3 separate regions of the Sus scrofa genome follow, and all the other regions are linked to region 3. The links are chromatin contacts, called in public HiChIP or PLAC-seq and promoter capture Hi-C maps. All regions are on one chromosome and are shown on one strand. Each heading gives the region's core, a stretch centred on a gene start, on an enhancer-like site or on the middle of the called end of the contact. The rest is flanking DNA. Distances are from core to core; before and after follow the strand shown.

The links. Promoter capture Hi-C pulls out the DNA fragments that hold promoters and counts their contacts. HiChIP or PLAC-seq counts read pairs in DNA pulled down with a chosen protein or histone mark.
Region 1: a promoter capture Hi-C map of fetal skeletal muscle shows a contact between it and region 3, with 5 times the contacts expected there. The contact joins the enhancer-like site here to the promoter of STIM2 in region 3. A contact is called at or near these places in 3 of 5 promoter capture datasets (fetal liver, fetal skeletal muscle and liver), 10 of 47 Hi-C or Micro-C datasets (alveolar macrophages, brain, embryonic fibroblasts and 5 more) and 1 of 2 datasets of contacts at active chromatin or transcription factors (skeletal muscle).
Region 2: a contact with region 3 is called in an H3K27ac HiChIP or PLAC-seq map of skeletal muscle. The contact joins the enhancer-like site here to the promoter of STIM2 in region 3. A contact is called at or near these places in 1 of 5 promoter capture datasets (fetal skeletal muscle), 5 of 47 Hi-C or Micro-C datasets (brain, embryonic fibroblasts, liver and 2 more) and 1 of 2 datasets of contacts at active chromatin or transcription factors (skeletal muscle).

The regions. Positions count from the first base shown.
Region 1 is chr8:20,574,596-20,579,186 of Sscrofa11.1, reverse strand. All of the region lies in intron 4 of STIM2 (stromal interaction molecule 2), which reads right to left. Among named protein-coding and RNA genes, the nearest start is that of STIM2, 120 kb to the right of the region's middle. Within about 2 kb of position 1,931, at least 11 of the 83 cell types and tissues checked have an H3K27ac peak or open chromatin away from gene starts, as enhancers often do. A contact at or near this core is called in brain, fetal skeletal muscle and skeletal muscle, where this site is marked.
Region 2 is chr8:20,343,014-20,347,658 of Sscrofa11.1, reverse strand. The region is part of intron 16 of TBC1D19 (TBC1 domain family member 19); the gene reads right to left. Among named protein-coding and RNA genes, the nearest start is that of TBC1D19, 91 kb to the right of the region's middle. Within about 2 kb of position 3,313, at least 2 of the 83 cell types and tissues checked have an H3K27ac peak or open chromatin away from gene starts, as enhancers often do. A contact at or near this core is called in skeletal muscle, where this site is marked.
Region 3 is chr8:20,455,001-20,459,674 of Sscrofa11.1, reverse strand. It overlaps STIM2 (stromal interaction molecule 2), which reads right to left and starts at 3,332. Exons shown (of 15, transcript XM_003128897.6): 1 at 2,692-3,332. The coding sequence starts at 3,112.

The DNA of each region.
Region 1 (4,591 bases), core at 682-3,181, 120 kb before region 3:
AACCTTCTGAGCATTGGGTGCCATTCTAAGCACTGTGACTATGTCAGTAGACAGATGGATAAAATCCTTACCCTCATACAACAAACTCTTCTGGGAGTAGGGAGAGGCAATTAATAAACAGAGGGAGAAAAGGGGGGGTGGGGATTACCAACAGTGATCAGCTATTTAGAAAGAAAAGAAGATGTCAAGGTAAGTCTCTCTGAGGAGCTATTACTTGAGCTGAGACCTACAAACTGCAAGGAGCCAACACTAAGATGACCTAGGGGAAAATAATCCAGAGGGGGAAAGCTGGTGTAAAAACCCTAAGATGAGGAATGAACGAGCTGTGTTTGAGAGACAGAAAGAAAGTAGACCAAGGGGTCAGACCAAAGAAGACTCAAAAATTCTGGATAGTTTTCTAATTTCAATAAGAAGGAGGGGTAAATAATCTATATTTTTAGAATATCACTCTCCAATGTGAAGAATGAATTGTGGGAGACAAGACTATTATCAAAGAGAAATAAGAAGACCATTCATTCTTTAACTGTCTATACAAAAGGGGTTACTGCCCAGGAGCAAGATGCTAGCAGAAGTTATAGTGACAGGTGGTGAGACTCAGGACAAATTCTGGGGAAAATGCTGTTAGATGTTCTGATGAAATGGATGGGGCTGGTAGCTAAAGGAAAGCCAAAAACAAACAAACAAACAAAAACAGAGAGCGGGGCTACTAACTGAGCTAGGAAAGAATGAGGAGGAACAGACTGGGGAGACAAGTACAGGCAGGTGATAGAGGCTGAGAGTTCTGATCTTAGAGATGTTCGGTTTAAAGTATGTATTAGGTATTTCAATGCAAATATACAGTAGCAGTCAGATAGATAAGTCTTGAGCTTAGGGAGGAGTGAGGTTAGGAATAGAGACTATATGGTCTTTAAACTGAATGAGTGGCCCAGAAGGGGTGAAGATAGCTATTCATAGATTGTAAATCATGAAGAAAAGGACAGCTAAAATCTCTTTCCTCAACACTTATTTTGAATTTAGCCCTTTATATGCATTTTTTCCTTTAAGCCTTAAACAAACAAACAAACAAACAACCCCAGTAACTTATGCGGCACTAACATGATTATCTCCATTTTGAAGATAAGAAACTGAGAAGTTAATGGGACCTGGATAGTCAAGAGCGGGACTGGATCTGGCCAGGCCAATTAACCCAGGACCCGATTCTATGCTACTCTGAGAGCAACAATATTAAATAACAGCAGAGATAGAAGCAAGCAGTTAAACACTGGAGGAAATTCAAATAGTCCTGCTCGAAGAATATGAACAACAATGATGAGTTTATCCAAAAGAAAGAATGCAAGTGTGTTTGAAAAAAGAAGAGCTCCATTCTGGCTGCATTTAATTTGAGGATCTGGAAAAACAAAGTGCTTATAGATCACAGAAAAGGCCGGAGGACAGTGAAGAAAACAAGTGAACAATAAAAGCAGATCTGGGATCCCTCTGTGATAAATCCGAGATGAGATCTTTCTGATAAACTATAGAAAATTAAGAATTCACTTTTGCAAGCAAAGCTAGGTTTTTATAATCTGCCTTTTTCATTAACTGTTCTTTAGAGGAAACGCTTAAACAAACCATAAACACAAAATTAATAAAAATTAAGTTTTAAATTATATACCATAAGTGATAATTGTATACTAAGATAAAGCTTTGACTATTTTTTTAATGAGCTCTCCTTCATGTGTTCCAATCATAAGTTTGGACATGTGCCTGAGGCTGCTGTATCCATTTAGCCAAATAATTTAAGTTATTATCAGCCAAAGGTTCAGGCTCTGGGTGCTTTCCACTGAATTTAATACATGCAAAGTAGCCTTTTTACACTTGTGTTTATTCCTATTCAAGATGAACAGCATTGAGAATTGCCTTGTCTTGACTGCCAAGAAACCGACAGTGCAGCTGCAATTCGCACACCCACACAAAAACCTCAGCCAAGAAAACAGGATAAGATCCTCTCTGTCATTTCTATGGGCTGTTCAACTGATCAACAGCAAAAGTCCCTAATCTAAACACTCTGTACATCAAAATAGTCCCTCAGTTCCCAACGAGCCAAGATAGAAAAGAAGAAAAACCAAACCAAAGAGTATGTGTAAAGTTCCCAAATCCTGGTACTATTCTATCTAGCTAACAGAATATTACAGTGGTTCTAAAGTGAATGTTCTTTACAATGAATCTTTAAAACAACAAAATTCTAAGAGAGCACACAGTTTACTTTAGGGGAGAGGTTCATTTCCTCTTGTGCTGTTTGGTTTCTTTGGGGATGCCTAGTAAATATCTTCACTTCCCTTAACCAGGACCTGCATTTTATATTAGCTTTTTCTGCTCCAAATACAACAGTCATCTTTCAATTCTTAAGAGAGATAATACGATGTCCTTCCTCAGGGCCTTTGCACATGTTGTTTCTGTTTTTTTTCCTCTATCTCTGACTTATCTTTGCCTAATTACCTTACTGAGCCTTCCTATCAGTTAAAACTTTAATTCCTTAGGGGAGGCTTCTCAAATACTGCTATACAATCATACATCACTCTGTACTTTTAGGCATAGCATTTAACATTATAATTATTTATTTGTAAGATTATTGTTTCAACATCTCTTTATACCACTAAAGTATAAGTTTCTTGTTCACCGTTCTATCCCTAGCACTTGGCACATAAACAGTGCTCAACAAATTATCTGTTGGATCTCCTGAATAAGAGTAGAACATGTTTAATTGACAAGTATTATAAAAATCTATTTTCGCACTTTAGAAAGAAGACCTAAAGAAAGAGAAATACGAATTTGTCTGTATAAGAAGCTTTTGATGGTATAAGAGTCATTTAAGAATTATCCATAAATCAACTACACTTCAATTAATAACAAATTAAAAGATAGAATTATCCAGTTTCTTATTACCCACCTCTCACTGTTTATTTGCACGTGCTGTTGCTAAATGGCATTTCTACCAGAAGGCAAGCAGAGAAGGATACGGTATTCCTTAAAAATTTATATATATATTTTTTTAATCTATCTGCAAAGCTACAGAAATGTCAGTTTCTATATTGTTAACTTACATTGTCTCTGCTGGAAACTGTAGCCAATGCTATAGGTTGGTGTGTCTGAGTGATTTTTGGCAACTTATTCCAAGACCAAAAGAAAGAACTCTGGAAAGCAAATAGACGTGATTCTATTCCCAGCTGTGCCACTAACTCACTGTGATATTACAGCCAGGCTATTTAACTGTGACTCAGCTTCTCAAGACACAAAATAATGAAACTGAGCTGCTCCATGTTTAAAATTCATTCAAATTCTATTTTTATGATTCCATTCTAATAAACAAGAGATGGTGTTTAAGATATTGCTAAACTGTTAACCCAGAACAGTAGATTACCGAATACTGAGAGGGAAAAATTAGCTCTAAGAACTTGCGGAAAGGCAACAAAAACTGCTCCTAACATTTACTATGTGTTTATTAAATGCCAGGATATTTACAAAACTTATTTCAAACAACCACTGCAACCACCCTCAAGTATATACTCTCACATCATATTGAACCTATAACTTTCTTGAAGTTCTTAATTAGATGAAACAGATTTCTAAATGGTCAAACCAGGTATCAGACCAAGTCCATTGCTAGAGCTGTTAACTCCTGTACGATAACACCGCCTCTTCAGAGTTAGATAAGTGGTGCTAAATACCAAATTAGGTACCACAAGTAGACAGTTTATGCTCCATACCTACAGCCATTTACGCAGTTTTCTGACTCTGCCCTCCTCCCTTCTTTGCAGGGCTTGCTCTTCCTTCGCCTTTAGGACTCAGATCAGGACCCCACTCCTCCCTGAAGTTCTGCCTACCCATCCCTCTCCAGAGTACAGTTGGCCCTCGTTGTGCCCCCTGATTACATGTATATGTGTCTTCCGTAGGCTTTATCACATACTCTAATCTAATACTCCATGCCTGTAATCCTCTGGGTGATGAGTTCCTTTTACTGAACACAGTGATTATTCCCACCATAATGCCACATTCCTTTGATACACGATTTTACATTTTTCTATACACTTTCACATACATTCTCATTTAACACCCCCCTAACCACATTTGAGAGACAGCTGTTATCTTACTTATACAGAGAACCTGGCCAAGAGAGGCCATTAATTACATTCATGGAGTTACACCGTTTAATCTTCTGACTGCAAGTTCACTGCCGATATAGGTGACTCCTGATTTAAAACAAGAGCTCACTATTTAAAACTCAAAACACATCTTCTCTTAGAAGCCAAACTTCCGGACATATAGTACTAGTAGTAATTCAAGAGTTAAACATTACATATGAGCAGTCAGCCATGGGTAACTGCATTAATGCATTCAGGATTCCATTAAAGACTTTCAAGGCAGCATTGTGGCTTACTGAAGGCCTGGAGGCAGTAACACAGTAGCCCAGTGGAGCTATGCCAGTTCTCCATTGAGAGGGTGACTCCTAGGACTTGAAAAGGGGGTTCGAACAGCCTGAAGGGTAAGATTTCAAATAATCAAGGGATTCAGAGCTGGAGCAAGGTTCTGGAGCAGAGAAAGTTGGGTGGGACAG
Region 2 (4,645 bases), core at 2,064-4,563, 110 kb after region 3:
GTTAGGAACATCTTTAAAATGAGGACAACACTGTCACATATAAAAGGAGGATGTGCCTTCATATATAGAATGAGGACAACACTGTCATCTATAAAATGAGGACAATACCAATGAGGTTGTGGATTAAGGATTAAGTAAGATGATGGATGCTATGCGCCTAGCATAAAACTTGATGCAAAGTCAGTACTTAACTAATGATGTTTTCCTCCTCTTATTATACTGCATTAGAGTCATTTTTGTTTTTCTCTCTTCCAATGGAATAAACCAAATGACTACAAAAACTATTCCTTATTTACCTCTATATCCAGAGACAAATTTAGTGCCCACAATAGGTACTCGTACGAAATGATTGTGGAATGAATATGTAAAGCACTAGAGAATCTACCTCTATCATTCTTCAATCATTCACTCCTCCCGACTCCCTACTGATAAACTCTTACCTATGGTCCTGCAAGAACTTCCCTTCCCCAAACTCTCTGCCCCCCAACCAAATTTCATAATGGTTCAGATTATCTTCTAAAAATGTTGATGAAACCAAGAAAAACGCCTCTACATCCATCGAGGATTTTACACTGACCATTCATCCATCCACCAAATATTTGCTGAGTTCCTATTCATCCAATTAACCAATGGTTAAAAACATACTCTCTATCCTCTGAAGATATTAAAATGAATATGACACTCATCTTTTTCTATCTTCCCTGAGGCTTCATTTTATTCCCTTTACTGATTATAAACTTTTAACAGATAGTTTTCGAAGTTCATCTTTTTCTAACAATGTTGACATATGAAAGAAAAACTGAGAGACAGATAATTTCAAAATAGAAGACATATTTTGATACTTTACAGAAATGTAAGTACATATTACATTTTTCTAAATACTAAATCTCAAAGCAGATTGCTGATACAAAACCCCTATATTCTTACAGCAAAAATACATTTTCCTTCCTCTATTAAGTACTGCAGAAACATTTGAACAGTAAGTTAAGGTAGTCAGAAATGAAGACCTTACTATTACTGTTTTCATCTTCTACAAATATTAACTATGTCCTAAGTGTAAGAATACCCTAGTCAGGACAAAGCGCTTTTCATTAGGAAGCTTAGAGTGAATGAATTAGTGAACTGCTAAATAGCAAAAAGGGATTCATGTGTTAAGATGACTCAGGGTTAATCACACTTTCACCACATTTACCCCAGGTTCTGAAATCTATAGCTGCCCGATAAGCAGTCAGGTTGTAAGCCATTTGAGGCAAGGGCCACAACTCATACTGTGCATTATTTTCAGTATCTAGTATAGTATCTTCTACAAGTAAGATGGTCAATTTATGTTGTTAATGATGGCAATTTGAGCATTTATAAATATAATCAAGGCTTAAAAATAAAATATTAAAGTATGATATTCACTTATGAATAAGTAAGTAACATATAGAGCAGCAGGCTCTTGATAACTCAGTGTTGAAATTACAAATAGCCCGCAAAGTCATAAGGACATAAATTTGAATTCTGTGTGTCTCCAGGAAAGTTACCAACACTCTCTGAGTCCCTATTTTCATTTTTGAAAATGGAGGTAAATAATACTAACTTCACTGGGTTGTACTAAAGCAGTGGTGAGTTAATGTATTTAAAGCATACCAGTATAATATTTAGTACACAGCAGATGCTCACTAGCTATGGCTATTTTATGTTCTCAGAAGGGAGAATACCACATTTAAATACCAGCTTAAACCTAAGAAAATCTTTTTTTTTTTTGCTTAGCATCAAATAAGGGTTCACTTAATCGAGATTATTCATGGCTTAAGGTTCCAAAAAAGGGTACATAGTCCACTCCATTGAAGAAGGACAGTCAGATTCTGGCAAATAAACGTGGGAGACACAAGAAGCAAAGAAGAATTCACTGATACTCTAGGACACATACCACCTAAAACATGTCTTTGATCTCAGAGGTTGTCATGTTCTTGGTCAGTTTTTCAAAATTCCTTCCTTTTCTCCGCCCACTTCCGTCTCTCAAGGATCAAGTTTCGTGCAGCTGGCCATCATCCAAGAGTGAACTTCTAACAGGGATCAGGATGCTTGGGACACCGTCTCTTATCTGGCCTCAGTTCTACAAGTCTGCTTGGAGTGGTTATTTTAAGATCCCAGCCTACCTTTAATCTAACTGAGGAAACTTTAAAATATTAACTGCCTACTCTATTCAATAGAAATAACTTTATAAAGTAATGATTTAATGGACCTTTGACTTAGCTCGGAACGGTAAACATCATCAACAAAAATAAATCTTGAACTAGGGGAGATATAAATAGTAAACATGACTCAGAAAATACCCCAAATATTATTAACATGCTTTGCACTTACTAAATATTTTCCCTACATTTCCCCACTGTCTCTATTAATACTTGGCATTTATAGTTGTACCATAACTCTCACATCTGATTCACTTTATCATCATTCCAAGTGAAAGTAAATTTTACACTCTTTCATCAGAGATTACTTAGTAGAGTTTATTTAATTCGTTTGATGAAATAATCATTTCCTCTGTTTATTCTCATTCCACATGTAGCCTACAGGTCAGTAAGTGTTGGGATGAGGACAATGGTCAAACTGTTTTCTAGCTATTTCTGTTATCTTTCTGAATTATAATTTCAGAATATAACTTTGTTACTTTATTTTAGCAGTTAAAATTTCCCCAAACATCAGAACATAATCATTGTTAAATATCAATCTAAAAATCACGTTAAATAGAATTTTAATTGGTTTTTCAATTTATGTCTAAAGTTATACATGAAATGAATTTTGGATTATGAGATGTTTTGAATTTATCTAATTAATACAGATAACAAAGTACATTGCTATTTATCAACCTGACACTTGCAGATTTAAAATGATATATTTTTGTTATTTCTTCCAAAAGCCTCTCGTAATCTTTGTGGTGAAGGGCTGTCATGTGCTGTACAATGTTTAGCAGTATCTCTGGCCTCATAATACGTCCTCCCCTCGGACAACCAAAAGTGTCTTCAGACATCGCCAAATGTCGTAGGGGGTGGGGTGGGGGTGGAATTGCTCTTATTGGAGAACCACTGCTCTAGAGTCCTAAAACTCCTCTCCCTAATGTTCACTAGCAATTACTTATTTTGTCCTATGGGAAACAAACGGCATGAGCAAATATGACGGTTTTTTAAAAAGTCTCAGTCAGATCCATGTATATTTTTCCTAAAAGTCTTACCTCCTTGCTTCTATTCTTGCTCCTCTATAGTCTTCTACATCCATTCCCTCACTTATCTGCTCACTCATTCAATAATGTTTCCTGAGCAGTGACTTTGTGCCATGTATGAGTCTAGGTGCCAGATATGTTAGTCATCAAAACTATTAAGGTCCTTATTCTACTGGAGCTTACCTTAGCGTGACACTTTTATTCTACATAGTAGTCAGGATGATCTTTTAAAAATATTAATTAGGAATTCGAGGAAAGACGTCACTGAGAAGAGTGAGGTAGAAAACTCTAAAACTTCATCCCTCCACGAGAGCAATGGTTAAGCTGACTAGAAGTGTTAGAATCAACTTAAAAAAAAGAAAAATCTGGAATCTAATAAAGAACTTACAGCAACCAAGGAAATAAAGTTGCTGTTGAATTCTGGAAAAAGAAGATTGTGGTATTTTAATCTACCTTACCACCACCCCTCACTCTCCAGTTTGGTGGTTATAAAGACATGTACCCACATTCCTGGTTCAGCCTTCTGATGCCAGAGAGGACAAATGGATCTTGAACCAATAATTTGTAGTTGTATGTTTTGACCTGTCTAGTAGCTACCTGAGGGATGGGGCTGAAGTGGCCAGCCAGGTTATATTTATCAAAAGCATTTAAAAGCAAATATATTAGCCTTAGTCCCCTGGGGCAGTGAGAGATAACAGCTGGGGCAAGGAGTAGACAAACTGAAAAGGCTTGGAAGGAAGAGACTGGGAAGCATATGTATAGAGAGACAAAGGCTTTGAAAAGCTCCTCTGTAATCAGGGGAATCTAGAAAAGACCTGAGACCTTCAGCTTTCACTCTTGCCTGACTTCTGGGCTCTTTGCAAATAAGAAATGAAGGCTAAGGTAGAGCCTTAAATGCCTGGCTAAGCCTTGAAGGAGTACCCCTATCCAGAGCCTATCAACAAAGACTGGGAGAGTTTTCTTCTTTCTTTCTTTCTTTCTTTCTTTTCTTTTCTTTTCTTTTCTTTTCTTTTCTTTCTTTCTTTTTCTTTTTTGCTTTTTAGGACCACACCGGCAACATATGAAAGTTCCCAGGCTAGGGGTTGAATCGGAGCTGTAGCTGTTGGCCTATACCACAGCAACAGCAATGCAGGGTCCAAGCCATGTCTGTGACCTACTCCACAGCTCACAGCAATGCCGGATCCTTAATCCACTGATCCAGGCCAGAGGTCAAACCTGCATCCTCATGGACACTACTTGGATTCACTTCTGCTGCACCACAATGGGAATTCCAGAATTTTCTTTCTTTTTTTGGTTTCAGTCATTTAAGGAAATCTCTGTCAAATCACTAACTGATTATGACTTCAAGGGGTATTCAATACAAAAAAAGGTGATCTTTACAAAAGTAGTTAAGAAAACTCACTAAACAAACAACTACGAACCACAACAAGCAATAAC
Region 3 (4,674 bases), core at 2,083-4,582:
ACCACTATTCTTATGACAATGGGTCTGTTTATTTTGATGATTTGACATAGTCTCTCTATAAGAACACCTGCTTGCTCAAAACTATGCATACGATAGATGATTTAAAGACAGCGTATTCTTAAAATACACTAAACCTCTAAAGTAAAACTCTTAAAAGGTAAACTTCAGTGGAAAAGAATGTTTTCTAGATTTTATTAGTAAGAGGGAAACTCTTAGGAAGTTCCTAATGGAAGTATTTAAAATACTAATCTGAAGAGGAAAAGAGAAGATAAAATGCCTTTGTCATTTTCAGAGCTATTAAGAATTCACTCTGTTAAATGACATCTTTAATGCAGAGCCAGAGAGAACAAGTCTCTCAAAATTCTTACAAGAATTTCCCGCTTACAAAATTCACATGAAGTTTAGTTTTATTACTGAAACTCTCTGCTACATTTGTATCCATTAATACTGCCTAGATTCTGATAAAGCAGTATTTTTTAACTTTAGTCTATGGTTCTACTGCCTGAAGTGAACAATAACAATAATTAATTACGTTCTGGGTTCAGTGCAACATTTACAAATGGGACCCATAGAAGAAAGCACTATTCATAAAATCAGAAGAATAGAAAGGAGCCTCACACAGACCATACAATTCAAAGACATTTTCAATATGTTCTAACTTTATCATGGACTTTCGACTTACCTTTTCCCAGATACCAGTGCTACTGACTGTATTTACATAAACGATTAAAGTGACAACAACTTAACTTGTACACTGTGTAGTCTGATTATCCTAAATTTTACATGGAGAAGTTGGGATTGTCAAAAATCAATGTTCTAACAAAGGAAAAGAATAAGAATATTAAAAATTAATCCCAGGGTTAATATGATCAGAGTAAACTTATTTTAAAGCACTACAGCACAAACTCGTTTTGTGTGATCTATCGGATTTTTTATGCACTAACAATCACCATTCCTTTTTCACCATACCATAAATAACTCAGAGGAATTTAGTCTTCAAAAGGAAGGATTATAAACAACTTAGCAAAATACAATTCCATCTTAACTAATTTTCTTGATACAGTCTACATGATATACAATACACTGCGTGTGGTTAATAAACACTACATTTTCTGAATTATGTGCCCTTCCATGAGTTACTAACCAAACCTTCTGCTCAAGAAACCAAAAGCCACACTCCCTCCTGCATGAGACATTACACCTTCACATTACAGTTTTCCCTTGTTACTTTCAAAACAACCACTGTAAGAATTATATGTTCAAGAATAATACCACCCAACTTATCCTCTCAAACCACATTACACTCCTGATACTGACCATTCTGTAAATCATTTTATCAAAATTACCCAGGGATAGGTTTGATGTTTCAAGCTCCATGTAAGGGGCAGATACCTTGATATATTTCAGGGTAAAATAAAGCAAGTTAAATAGTCTGATCATTAAGTTCCATACACTACAAGTTCCAAAGAGCTTGGAAAGTGTACCGACAGCCTCCTCACAGTAAACATCCTGTCAGAGAACCCAGAGAATAGCTGCCTTGCTCTAAAGAACACAGCTCCTGAGCACCGCTCACAGCAGCTGTTGGTAACTTTCAAACGTCCGCTGGACTACCACTTTTGATAAATGAATGATGGGTCATCTTGTGTCATTTACTTTTCCTTTTTAGTTCTGCAATTATGTAAAATCTACAGATTACTTTTAAAAACAAAGTACAACCCCAAAGCTTACTTTCACTCCACTACTTTCGTAAAAGAAACCCATTTCAAGATCCTTACATTACTTAAACCACAACCTACCAACTGTACAGGACAAGGGAAAGCTTTAAAAGGATTCAGTCGGCTACCTAACTTTACCACACGTGTTCGCAAGTTTTCAATAATTTCAAGAATGTTCCATATTTTTTAAAAGGTGCTGATGCAGTGTATCAGAACTGTGCTGCTCGAATACAAGCACTGAACATTCTGCACCAAGTAAATTGTAGGTATACTCCTGGTTACCTGCTGAGCTTTCTGCACCCTTTGTCACCCGGTGATGCTCCCACTAGCAAATACTATCCATCACTGAAAAAGTCTTCCTCTCACCTCTCAAAAAATACACATTAGACTTAGAGGTTTCTGCATACTAATTAGGGACCACTAATACTGCTAGGTATTATGGCTCTCAAAGAATCCTCTCTAGCAGACTCCCCTGGGATACTGTGCTCAGTGGGGCTCTGAACCGGTGAGACTCGCTGCCAGCTGCCTTTGCAAAAGCAACACCAGAGGCAGACTCAATACCGCATTGCTGCTGCTGCTGACTTTTTCAAGCAGTCTCCAAAAGAAAAACAAAACAACAACAAAAAACACACAGCCCAGTACCCTGCTCTGCAGACCCTGCTGGCTCTTCTGCGGCACGGAAGAGAAACCACCGCATTGCTCAGCGTGGAACACCGAGGAGCAGACCTAAGTGGGTGCCTTCGAGAGGCTCTGCCGAGGGCGGGGAGTCAGTGGGGGAAGAGGGAAGGCGTCCGGAGTGCAGGGGATCGCGACGAAGCAGCGGCCAGGACGCCAGCGTCTGGGCACCCGGCTGGGCATCGCTTACTGGCCAGGGCCGTCGAATAACAGGCACCTGGCAGAGGCGCTGGCCGCTCCCGGAGACGGGGGGTCCCGCAGCGTCCTGCCGAGCCCCACCCGCCACCCTCTGGGCCCTCACCTGTCATGAGCGCCGGGCTGTCGCCCGCCGCCGCGGCGGGAGAGGAGGCGGCCGCCCCGGCAGAGCCAGCCGCCCGCCGCCGGCGAAGGTGCCTGGGCACCAGCTCGCATCCGTCCGCCGCGCCGGCCACCAGCAGCCCGAGCACCAGCAGCGCAGCCCAGCGCCGCCGCAGCAGCAGCAGCAGCAGCCAGCTCGAGGCCGGGCCGGGCGTCGTGGCGGGATGAGGACGCGGAGGAGGAGCGGGGGGAAAGCGCGGCGGCGCCCCGGCCACGGGCCACTCCGCTCCGCGAGGTGCCGCCGCCGCCGTCGCCTGCGACTCCTCGGGCCGCCCCCGCCGCCTAAGACGCCAGCTCCCGCAGGGCGCCAGCCTGGTCCCGTCCGCACCGGCGGCCTCCAGATCTTGGGTCCCAGCTACGTTCATTGGTTCCGGTTATTTTTAAAAAAAAAAAAAAAGGGGGGGGGGTGAGGATCAAAAAGGTACGGCGTCTTCAGGCCGCGCGCGGCACCCCCGCTGCTGCGGCAGCGAGACCGGGATCCGCTGCTCTGGCGCCTCGGAACACCAGTCCCAGCGCCCGCGCCGCCGCCGCCGCCACAGCCGCCGCCGCCGCGGCGCATCCCCCCGCCCCCTCCGGCCCGCGCCCGTCGTAGTACCACGCTCGGCCCGGACACCTCCTCCCCTCACACATTCGCTCGCATACCAATCCCCCGCCTCCTTCAGCCCCTCCACAGCGCAGGCGCAGCGCCGCTGCACTGGGCCTGCGCGACGCCCGAGCCCCGCCCCCGGGGGCGTTCCGGGGAGGACTCGAGAGCCGCGGGGTTGTTTCTAAGGGTTTCGCTAAACAGAAGGAAGGGGATGGGGGGGAAGATGAGCATACCCCCTCCCGGACCCATGCCCCCACTGCGACAGAGGCGGCGGGGAGGGCAAGCGGGAACGAAGTGGGCGGAGAGAAGCATAAGAACATCCGAAATCCTTTGGGCAAGTTTTAGCCATGCAGACGGCAGCAAAAATAATTGCATGGATCCGAAAACCTTGTAATCGGAAACGTTGGCGTCTCCAGAATTTCGGTATAGGTGGGGCTTAAAAGAGGCTAGCAATGTGGAAACGGAGGTTAGCAGAGCGAGCGTTTTATTTACTTGTCCAATACTTAAAACTCCTGCTACGTGTCAGTATTCCAGGCGAGGTCCTAAGCGTTTTACAAATTTACACGTTGTAATTCTAAAAGTTAGGTGGTGGTTTCGTTGTTTTCATCCCCATTTTACAAGGAATGGAAACTAAGGCCGAGAAATGTTGTTACCCCAGTTTCCGCAGCTAACAAATGGGAGACACGGTCAGATTCGCACCACTGAACAGGATTTGCTCTAGCCTCTGACTCTCCTATGGTCAAACCTTACCTGAACTCATCACCTCCCTAACCGCATCCCACCCCTTGGAGTCTGCTGTCAGCTGAATAGGTTGACAGAAAAATGGTGTTTCAGACTTCACCTGGCGACACACACACACACACACACACACACACACACATTCTCTCTCCAGGGATACAAACTTAGGATGTGCATATAAGGGATTTCCCGTTGTGGCTCAGTGGTAATGAACCCCACTAGTATCCATGAGATTGTGGGTTCAATCACTGGCCTCAATCAGTGGGTTAAGGATCCAGTGATGCCAGGAACCTGCGGTGTGGGTCGCAGACACCTGCCCCCTGGATTGGGTATTTCTGTGGCTGTGGCATTTCTCAGTGCTCCAACACAATTGACCCCTAGCCTGGGAACTTCCATATGCTGTGAGTGTTGTTCTTAAAAAAATTTTTTGCATATAGGGTTCTTAAGCACAAAGGTCCTTAAGAACCCTATACCATACCCGTTTGGTACTGGGTTTCTGTTGTTGGATTTGGGTTTTGGCTTGCTTGTTCTCAAGCCAAGAAGATACACAAATTACACAATTTCCCAAAGAACTTCCTAGGAAGCCTGGCCACCATAACCATG